3 separate regions of the Sus scrofa genome follow, and all the other regions are linked to region 3. The links are chromatin contacts, called in public Hi-C and promoter capture Hi-C maps. All regions are on one chromosome and are shown on one strand. Each heading gives the region's core, a stretch centred on a gene start, on an enhancer-like site or on the middle of the called end of the contact. The rest is flanking DNA. Distances are from core to core; before and after follow the strand shown. Region 1 holds the start of ZNF614 (zinc finger protein 614). Region 2 holds the start of ZNF432 (zinc finger protein 432). Region 3 holds the start of LOC100624495 (zinc finger protein 677).

The links. Promoter capture Hi-C pulls out the DNA fragments that hold promoters and counts their contacts. A called contact is a pair of places that touch in the nucleus more often than the background predicts.
Region 1: a Hi-C map of liver shows a contact between it and region 3, with 5 times the contacts expected there. The contact joins the promoter of ZNF614 here to the promoter of LOC100624495 in region 3. A contact is called at or near these places in 1 of 5 promoter capture datasets (liver) and 2 of 47 Hi-C or Micro-C datasets (embryonic fibroblasts and liver).
Region 2: a contact with region 3 is called in a promoter capture Hi-C map of fetal skeletal muscle, with 7 times the contacts expected there. The contact joins the promoter of ZNF432 here to the promoter of LOC100624495 in region 3. A contact is called at or near these places in 1 of 5 promoter capture datasets (fetal skeletal muscle), 1 of 47 Hi-C or Micro-C datasets (embryonic fibroblasts) and 1 of 2 datasets of contacts at active chromatin or transcription factors (alveolar macrophages).

Annotation. Positions count from the first base shown.
Region 1 is chr6:58,133,419-58,136,856 of Sscrofa11.1, reverse strand. ZNF614 (zinc finger protein 614) reads left to right here and starts at 1,914. Exons shown (of 3, transcript XM_021097260.1): 1 at 1,914-2,300.
Region 2 is chr6:58,150,575-58,154,131 of Sscrofa11.1, reverse strand. It overlaps ZNF432 (zinc finger protein 432), which reads left to right and starts at 1,441. Exons shown (of 5, transcript XM_021094922.1): 1 at 1,441-1,568; 2 at 3,072-3,264. The coding sequence starts at 3,250.
Region 3 is chr6:56,871,347-56,874,934 of Sscrofa11.1, reverse strand. It overlaps LOC100624495 (zinc finger protein 677), which reads left to right and starts at 2,065. Exons shown (of 5, transcript XM_013991866.2): 1 at 2,065-2,260.

The DNA.
Region 1 (3,438 bases), core at 665-3,164, 1.3 Mb before region 3:
TGAGTGAGGCCAGGGATCAAACCCGCATCCTCACGGGGACAACATCAGGTCCTTAACCCACTGAGCCACAACAGGAACCACAACAGGAACCCGTGGCACTGTCATATTGGATTCCAGCCATCCTATCAGGTGTGTGGTAGTATGTAAGGATGGCCTTAACTGACATTTCCCTAACAGCAAATGATACTCAGCACTTCTACATACATTGAGAAGCATATCATGTTACTTCCAGCCATCAGGCATAATTATAAAAACTCAAAAGGAGACTAGGCTATTATATTTGATATATTTACCCTCCCCATGCCTTTTTCTTCATCCCTGATGTCACATATGTTTCTGTTTTTGCCTTTTTAGAACTTTTATCAGATCTCTTTGAGTAGTTCTGCTGGCAACAAATTCTAGGTTTTATTATCAGTGGAGTTCTTCCTTTCGTCTCTATCCAGAATTATTTCCTTTGACATCCTTTGACATAATAAAGATATTTAAGAGTTCCCTGGTGGCCGGATAGGTAAGGATCTGGCATCATCACTGCTGTGGCTTGGGTCACTGCTGTAGAATGGGTTGATCCCTGGCCTAGGCATATCTGCATGCCAGGGGCACAGCCAAAAAAAGGGAGCATATTTTAATATTTAATCCAGTTTAAAGTGGTGAGTTCTGCTTTTAGCAAAAAAAAAAAAAAAAAAAAAAAAAAAAATCCCATATAGTGTTGTGGCACTATTCAATCCCCAGCTCTGTGCTGAGTAATTCATTCCTTTAAAAAATGTTTTTATTTTATTTTTTATTTTTGTCTTTTGTCTTTTTAGGGTCTCACCCTCGGCATATGGCGGTTCACAGGCTAGGGGTCTAATAAGAGTTGTAGCCACCAGCCTACACCACAGCCACAGCAATGCCAGATCCTTAACCCATTGAACAAGGCCAGGGATCAAACCTCATGGTTCCTAGTTGGATTTGTTTCCGCTGCACCACAATGGGAACTCCTAAAAATGTTTTGGATCCAGCTGGATGCAGCTCGGATCCAGTGTTGCTGTGTTTGTGGGTTAGCCCTCATATGCATCTCGGATTCGACCCCTAGCCTGGGAACTTCCATATGCCGATGTTCAGCTCTTAAAAAAAAAAAAAATAAAATGTTTTTTGAGCATTATTTTGCCAGGCTCTGCTTTTGTCTCTGGAGAGACTTCAGTGAACAAACAAGCAAAGTCATGGGCTTCATGGAACGTAAAGTCTCGTGAAGCCTCCTGAGTAAAACAGGAGAATGTCAGTTCTGAAAAATGCTATGGAGAAATTTTAAGCCTAGTATATGGGCTGTAATGGAGGAGCTTCATTTATTTTTGGAAGGAAACCCAGACATACACTTGCACCTTCACTTCATCACCCTGCCCACTAGAGGTTGCTCTGTATCCACTCCCATGTGGGTATTAGCATTTTTATCCAACTCTGCCTGGGCTTCGCCTTTTCTTTTTTCTTCTTCTTCTTTTTTTTTTTTTTTTTTTTTTTTTTTTGCTACACCCATGTGGCCTGCGGAAGTTCCCAGGCCAGGGATCGAACCTGCGCCACAGCAGCGACCTGAGCCACAGCAGTGATACCAGATCCTTAACCTGCTGAGCCACAACAGGAACTCAGCCTTCACCTCTTCAGTGGCTGTCTTGCTTCCTTCCCAAAGACCTTACCCACTCCACACACAACTGCTCTCTCCCCAAACCTAAGATTTTTAGTGACCACTGCTTTTATCAACTCTGCGGCCGCTGCCTTTCCAGTGATGTCTCGGCTTCTACCTTTTAAAATCTTTCCAGGTCTCCTAGGATCTGAGCCCTTTTCTGCCGTACAGACATGAGTCTTGTTCCAAGATGGCCGCGCCCATGGTACTCCATAGCGCTTCCGATCTGAAGTACACAAAGGGCGTCGCCATCTTTCTTGGTTCCCCAGCAGGCTGAACGAGCCATGTTGGCCTTGGAGAGGCATCTGCCTCCGAAATCTTACATTTAGTACATCACTGCTGACTGTCCCTCGCAACCAGGAGGTGAAAGCTTTGAGGCGGTCAGGAACGATTTCTCCCCACAGCCGTGATGGCCCCGCCCATCCAAACGTCAATGTGGGCGGGGCCGTGTTACGTCACAGAGCGGAGCCCGCAGTTGGAACTCGGAAACCCCGGCAACGCGCCAAGGTTCTCGTGGGATTCCCCGGTCCCAGGTGGTCAGCGTCTCTAGGGACCGCAAAGGAGGGCGTCCGGACAGAAAGTGGTTTTCTGGTCGTGGGCTCAGCCTTTCGTCGCTCCCAGTGGTACCTGAAGAGGTTGAGATTAGGTGAGTTGGATTCTGGGCTTGGATTCGTGGTCTGTGGGGTTCTATGAAGCTGAGCGTGTGTAAAAGACCGTAGTTTGGATTTTATTTAGATTCAGCCCCTGAGCGTTTGTGATGGAGCCTTTAGTAATCAGTGATTAAGAGTCTGAAGAAATCGTCGGCCGAGAGTCCGATTGGCACTATTTGAGGTCTACTTGGATCACTCTGCTTAAGAGACTCAGTGGTTGAAAAAGCGGTGGAAAGTTTGAACGCGGTGTCTGGTCTGGGTTCCAGATGTAACGTGGGACTCTGTTGAAGTCCGGGTTAGCGGGATGTCCTTGTTGGTTTCTTGGGCATGTCTGGAGTTTAATGTGGCATTTAATATAGGACTCAGTCAAGAGACTTGTGCCTGGCGCGCTCACTATTTGGGGAGGTTCAGGGCCCCCTGGAGAATCTGTAGGCTGGCTTAGGATCAGACTTTGAATGCGGGGAAACAGGCTTGAGGGCTGCATTTCTCCAGTTCATTCAAATACAATTCTCTCCTTCAAGTCTGCCCTCAAGGACTTGACTAAAAATTTTTTTTCTCTCTCACACTGCCGCGTTCAGCGCTGCAGGGCAACGGGGAAATCCTGGACTGTGGGGTCTAACAAAACACACGAGACTCTTTTACAGAAAGAAAGTGGGGGACCAGGAGGCCCTCCGTTCCACAGAACAGAGGCGCCTAGGCTTTAGTCCTCATGACTTGTATTAGGGAAGGTGACGTAGGTTCCTGAGCAAAATCAGGTGCAGGCAATGACAAAGCCATCTCTGAGTGAATAACAGAGGAAACGACTAGCAGCTAGTGACAGGTGCATCCCTCCAGGGCATCGTGCAGCTGCTCCTGGTTCATGTATGACTCCCTTATCTTGCGTTTGAAGGAGACCCTGTACCTGAGAACTCTGCGTCAGCAGTCCTTAGCTTGCTGTGCTTTTGCATGTGCGCCAAGTTTGCCTTCTGCAGAGTTCAGCAGTTCCGTGGTCTCCAACAAACAGCTCTGTAAGAAACTGCTGAACTGTCTTCCAAAGTGGCTGTACCGTTTTGCCATCGGCAATATGTTAGAGGGCCTATTGCTTCATATCCTCTGCAGCATTCGGTGTTTCCGTTTTTGAGTTTTGGCTATTCT
Region 2 (3,557 bases), core at 192-2,691, 1.3 Mb before region 3:
ACTTTATCAGGTGCTTTCTGAGAACTGTAATGGCCGATGGGGGTTGAAGATACTTGAAGCAAGTAGGAGAACCTGACGTCTGATCCTGAGCCCATGTTCTCAAGATCCCCGTTTCCCCTGCGTGAGTGAGTGTTCTCACACAGGGCTGGGGTAAGGAGAGGAAGAGAATATGAGGGGGAGCAGGGCTAGAAATGGTTAGTAGGCTTGTAAATGTCTGGCAAAGACTTCTTGATGATGTGAAGACGACGCATGGGGACTGTGAGAAAACTAGCTCTCTGAGGTCATTTTTTGCACAGGACTGTTCGTATTAGTGCCATCTGCAGTATTCAAAAAACTGGAAACCACTCAAAGGTCCACCAGCTGGTGAATGATTCATCTCATTTTGGAGTATCCAACACTGGGATACTAAGCAACAAAAAAGTCTGAACCACTGTCGCTTTAAAGCTGATGCTTTTTAAAAACATTCCTGCTATGTGAAAGAAGCCAGCACATATTGCTCATTTTATTTTTATTTATTTTCATTTCCCTGTCCCCCGGGGATTTGGAGTCCGAGAGCCAGGGATCAGATCCCAGCCACTGTTGCATCTTAAGCTGCAGTTGTGGACAAACCTGTGTCCCCGCACTCCCAAGAGGTGGCCAGTCCCCATGCGGCACAGCAGGAGCTGCACATACTACTAATTTTATGGAAAGAACGCAGACTGATCTATAATGGCACAAGGCAGTTCAGTGCTAGAAGGTAGCATGTTTTGCATTTGGGCAGGGTGAGGACCAAGGTTGAGTAAAGGCTCACAACGTCCACTGTTTCTGCTCACTTTGTGATCGCTGCATCCCCCGTACTATCACTTTTTCAAACCTCGGGTCTTCCCCTCACACTTTCGCCCGCCAGTTCGCAGCAAGCATTTGCTCTGCGGTACGGACAATTTCCTCCAAGATGGCCGCGCCCATGATGCTCCAGTTTAACGGCGCAAACCGTAAAGGACACACTGCGCCACCGTCTTTTTTTTTTTTTTTTTTTTTGTCGCGTATACGATAGTTTTTATAGAGCCTTCTTTTTCGAAATTAACCAGTGATGGAGATGTCCAGAGGTAGTTTTAATTTTTGACCGAGCAGAGACGTCCCAGCCGTCTGAGGATGTACGCCGCGCCCTTTTGGTCGTGGTGGGCTTCGGTCTTAGAAAAATTTGCGCCCTTCACAGTCCCCTTACAGCTAGCAACACCTGTCCATTCAAACGACTCTACCCCCACGTCATGTTTGTATTGTGTGAACTCGAGCCTCTGATAATCTCCCCGTTTTCCGTGAAGGGCTGAAGTGCCGGGAAACTGGAGAGTTCCAGCCACGGCCCCTGACAGTCTGGCTCGGCTTTCTGTACGTCAGGTGTGCAAAGATGGCGGCCCCCTCAGGGCTCCTAAGCAACGGCGGCGGCGCGCGTATATTACCTCATAAAGAAAAGCCGGAAACTCCCAATCCGTTCACCATAGAAACGCGATAGAAACGCTGTTGACCCGTGTCCGTTGGTCTCGGGAGAGGGGGCTGGGCGAGAGGACCAGAAGTGAAAGAAGTTTAGCGAAGTAAGTTAGGCCCGGAAGAGGTCGCTGCAGGTTCAGGAGAGAACCAGGTCGGTGTGAGGGTCGGTCTGTAGAATAGGCGGGGACGGGGACGGTCTGTTGGCCTTTCGGTGGGTTGTGGCTCTTCTGAGTCCGTGAAGGTAGCTTGGGGATGGTGGTTTTTTGGCTTTGGTTTTTTGGGGTTTTTCGTTTTTTTGGAAAGGAACAGGGAAGAGTCTGTGCTGGATGTTGTGATCGGGGCGTCTTTGGGGTCCATCAAAGGGGACTCTGGTGGTTAACGATTAAACGTCTGAACAGATGAAGCTGTCCTGAGGTCAGCGTTCAGGGTCTTCACGGGCCACTCTCCCTGCAGGTGACTGACACCTGGTTGGAGGGGCGGGGGGCGCTTGTCGAATGATTGCGGCTTCTTGTTCAGGGTCTCGAAGAATTTGGAGCCCGAAGGTCGAAGAACCGTTAAGGAGGTCCGCGTGCGCGTGTATCAGGTCTGGTTTGGTCTTAATCCGGTGGGGCGGTTATCACCGTCTTTTGTGCCGAGAGGTGGGACAGCAGAAGGTCTGGAGGCTGGGGAGTCCTGGTAGGTGCGTACGTTGAGCTCAGACTTTGGCAGCTGGGACAGACTTGAAGGTTAGTTAACATTTCTTAAAAGCTTCAGGTCCAAGTCTCTTTCTTCACCAGCACCCATTTTTCTCCTCCCTTTTGGCTCCCTCTATCACCCATTCTTTTGAATCCAAAGAAATGAAGAAAGTTTGGGGGAAGATGAACGATTTTGCATATTTAAATATAGTAAGCTTTTAAATTAGATTTCTATTGTAAATTGACTGATTTCATTTCAGCTTCTATATGCGAATATATAAAGGCTGCTGTTTTCCCAGTGCGTGTGTGTGTGTGTGGTGTGTGTGTGTGTGTACACACATATTTGTCTTTTTAGGGCCGCAACCTTGGCATATGGAGGTTCCCAGGCTAGGGGTCAAATTGGAGCTGTAGCTGCCCACCTACACCACAGCTCACAGCAATGCCAGGTCCTTAACCCACTAAGCAAGGCCAGAGATCAAACCTGCAACCTCATGGTTCCTAGTCAGATTTGTTTCCACTGTGCTACAATGAGAACTCCTCTTTGTGTGTGTGTGTGTGTGTGTGTGTGAGTGATCGTGGTTCTCATATTGAAGTGTGCATATAAACAGGGTGTACGAGCATTTTTTTAAAGGAGGTATGAGAGCAACAAAGTTTAAAGGAAAAATTTATACTTCCTCATTGCCCTTATGACCTCATTTCTATAATTTTTCTGAAAATTACCTGCCACTGAAATATGGTGCTATGTTGATTCTCCTTTGCCACTTTCCCTTTCGAATTCATGCCACTTCCACATATTCAGGGACTAAGTTTTATTGGCCTGAGCTGTGAAGTCTCCTAGGGAACCAAACGAGGGACGGAAATACTGGGGACCACGTGTTAAGGTAAGTGGGCAGCAAGAAGGACTATAATCCTAAAGGAAATTTTGCTTTTCAGCTCACAGGTCCCAGCAAGAGACAAGAAATGAACAAAGAAAGAGGAGGTTCCAGGACCTAGATATTGTTATATCTGGGGACCCATTGTCGACTCTGATATCTCACTAGGAATTTCAGGTATATCGAGACACAAAGACGGAGCCTCTGCATTGCTAGCTATTTTCAGAGAACAGAAGAAAATGATCCAGGCCCAGGTAACTCTTGTTTTATTCTCCCCTTTATTTCTTAATGGATTTGTAGAGGCCTGTAAGGAAAACAGTTCAGTATTTACAAAGAAATAAACTTTGAATCCTTTTTTTTTCCGTTTTAGGTCCACACCCATGGGATATGGAAAACTCCAGGCTAGTGGTCAGATTGGAGCTACAGCTGCCGGCCACAGCCGCAGCCACAGCAATTTGGGATCCGAGCTGTGTCTGTGACCTACACCACAGCTCATGGCAACACCAGATCCTTAACCCACTGAGGGAGGCCAGGAATCGAATACCTA
Region 3 (3,588 bases), core at 816-3,315:
AAATTCAATCCTTGAGAGATCACCAGAATACTATTTTGAGAGTGAAATCTTTCAAATTTATGGGTAATGTTTGCTAGGCCTTACTAAGTATTAGTTAATTCAAATGTAATGAACCCTGAAAAATTATAACCAATGCTTAAAATTTATGAAACATCATATAATGTATACTGTAGTGAAACCTTACAAACTTAATATGTTAAAAGGCTTTTTATTCAAAATGCTCCTGTTGCATTAAAAAAATTCTTCTGGAGAGAAGTCTCTACATGTAGGGATTTGAAACATTTCATGGTGAATATTAACTCATTCATATTGCCTTAAATATTATTGAATGTATAAATGAAACCATTGGAAATTTGACAAATCTAGTTTTGTTTCCTTTAGGGTTTATGTCAACTAATATAGACACCCCACCCTTTTTTTTTTTTTTTTTTCTTTTTATGGCTGGACCTGTGGCATATGGAAGTTCCCAGGCTATGGGTCGAATTGGAGCTGCATCTGCAGCCTATGCTACAGCTTGTGGCAATGCTGGATCCCTAACCCACTGAGCGGCCAGGGATTGAATCACATCTTCACAGAGACTACATTGGGTCCTTAACCTGCTGAGCCAAAAGGGGCACTCCGACATCCCCTTGTTAAGGTGAAAACAAATTCAGTAGTCTTCTAAAGAGCACATACAGGATTTGTTATCTTTACCTGAGAAATATATCTGAACATTGAGAAACAAAATAAAAGGGCTAAAATATAAAAACAGTATTTTTATTAATATTCTTCCTAGTGACCTTTGGATAAATGTAAAGTGAATTAAAAAGGCTATTCAGAAATTACTGACAAATTATAACAACATAACAGGTTCTCTCAAAGGTATCTGATTTTATTCACCTCAGGTGTGGAATAGAACAGCAAGTACTAAAATGAGCAACACAGTTTATATCGATTTTTGCTTTTTAATTTTTTTAAAATAGTGGCTGGTGACCTAAATCATTACATGCCTCATTCCTTTACCTCCCACTATCCAGGCTTGTCCCTATAAAAGTTTCTGGAACTGACCACGGATTGAGCACAGGATGAGTGGGAAATGGAAGTGGATATGATGTTTTGATAGATGCCCATGCGGTGGGCCCATTTCCCACCGGTAGCGTTTTGCATTTAACATTCCAGTTTGCATTTTGGGCACAGACAGTTGCACTCCTTCCTTAATTATATTGCTTAAATTAAATTCTAGTTGAGGAGCTATCACTGGATCCACCCATCGCCCTACATTGACTCCAGATGCAGGTTAGTGTTCCCTGACCTCAGAGTTACCCTTGTCACTCAAGCAGGATAGGCATCTTCTCTCCTTTGCAAAAGTGATTTGATGAAACCTATTCTCAGGAGTACCTGTTGTGCCTCAGCCGGTTAAAAACCTGATATGGTGTCCTCAAGTGTGTGAGGTGGATCACAGAGTAGGTGAAGAATCCTGCGTTGCCACAAGCTGCGGTGTTAAGTCTAAGATGCCGCTTGGATTCCATGTTGCAGCTGAAAACAAAAACAAAAACGTTTTCCACCTGTTTTCAGCAAGTGGCCCACACAACTCTAAGTTTACACCTTAAATTGCAAGGTCAGTTTAAAATAGGCAAAGAGGGTGTTACCTGTGGTGCAGCGGAAACTAATCCCACTAGTATCTATGAGGATGCTGTTTGATCCCTGGCCTCGCTCAGTGGGCCGGGGATCCCGGCTTGCTGTGAGCTGTGGTAGCTGTGGTGTAAGCGAGCTGTGGTGTAGGTCATTGTCGCAGCTCCAATCCCGAGTTGCTGGGACTGTGGCGTAGGCCAGCAGCTGCAGATCCTGTTCGACCCCTAGCCCGGGAATTTGCATATGCTGGTAGTGCAGTCCTTAAAAAAAAAAAAAAAAAGCAAAGATCAGCCGAGCTCCTGAGATAAATTCAAATTGATCCAAACTCAGAAGAAGCTCCGCCCCCGCGAAGCGCTGAGGGGAGCCCAGGCCCCGCCCCCCCCACTGCCCGCGCCCAGGCCTGGCCCCTATCCAGGCCCATTTCCGGTGGATCTCTGCTTGGGCCCCGCCTCCGGGGTTCCCGGGAAGCAGTGCGCACGCGCAGCCTCGCAGACCGGAAGAGGCTTCTGCGGGTGTAAGGTCGTGTGGCGGGCTTTGGTTTCGGCCTTTTAAGTTTAAACCTGGGTTTCACAGTCCACAGTCTTACACACCTGGGGTCTTGGGGTTGCTACGGACGTTAAAATTCCGGCACCCACGCCTCCTACCTTCGGTAAGTTCAGGAGTGCCGGTGAGATGCCCAAGCCTGACCGCTTTGCTCTTGGGTCGGGGGTTGGCCTTCGTTTTCGGTTAAAATCTAAGGCCTTCGGGCCATTAGACCCGCTTGCCGCTTTTTCCTGTAAAACCCTTCACCGACCACCTCTCCCAATCCTCGCTGCCTTTTAAAGTCCTGGGAGATAGACTTCTTTCTGTTGGGGGGGGGGTGGCGGGGCGGTGGTGGTGGCTGAAGCATGTGGAAGTTCCAGGGATCGAAACTGCGTCACAAAGGAGCTCCCTGGACTTTTTTTTTTTTTTTTTTTTTTTTTTTGTCTTTTTGCTATTTCTTGGGCCGCTCCTGCGGCATATGGAGGTTCCCAGGCTAGGGGTCCAATCGGAGCTGTAGCCACCGGCCTACACCAGAGCCACAGCAACTCGGGATCCGAGCCGCGTCTGCAACCTACGCCACAGCTCACGGCAACGCCGGATCGTTAACCCACTGAGCAAGGCCAGGGACCGAACCCGCAACCTCATGGTTCCTAGTCGGATTCGTTAACCACTGCGCCAGGACGGGAACTCCTCCCTGGACTTTTGAGAGAGTTTCTAAAGCTTTACGCTTCTGCCCCAATGCTCGCCTCTTGGCCCCTATAGAGGCCCGCATTCTCTCCCTGGCCCTCGTATTCTGCAGGACCCCCCCCCCCGCCCCCCGCCCCCCGCCCCCCCCCCCCAAGAGATCCAGTGTCCTGGAAGAGCACACTTTTCAGTACGGTAGGATTTAGGATTGCAGAACTCGAGGGGTCCCAAGACCACGTCGTCACCTCCTCTTGGGATCAGGGGCTTTGTGTGATGATGATTGCAAAGGTGGAAGCCGGGAATGCGGTAGGAGGCGGGGGTGAGGAGGATCAGGAGAAAGAGACAGAGGATGAATGAGGACAAATAGACAAGTGAAAAGGAGAAAAAAATCATTGAGGTGGCCCCCAAAGAGAAGGCAAAATAGAAGATGCCTGAAAGACTTGCAAGGAGACAAAGCGAGAGTAGTAATGAGGTAAGAAAACAGAGATGCGTAGAGGAGGAGGAGGAGGAGCTCCACAAAGACGAAGGGGAGCAAATTAGGGAAAGGGGCCCTTGGTGAGCAGAAGTGGGGACCACACGGGTCAAGGCACCTCAGACAAAATGGTTAGGATAAAAAGGCTAGGGGAGCTGAGTGCAGGGACTGAACGATGGCAGAGTGAGAGCGCCAAGCCAGTTGGGGGGGCCAGTGAGTCTGGGCAGAGGGGATGTAAGAGGAAAGACGGTGTAGTGAAGAGCAGAGGGAACACAGAAATGGGGGCAGGAAAAGGCAAA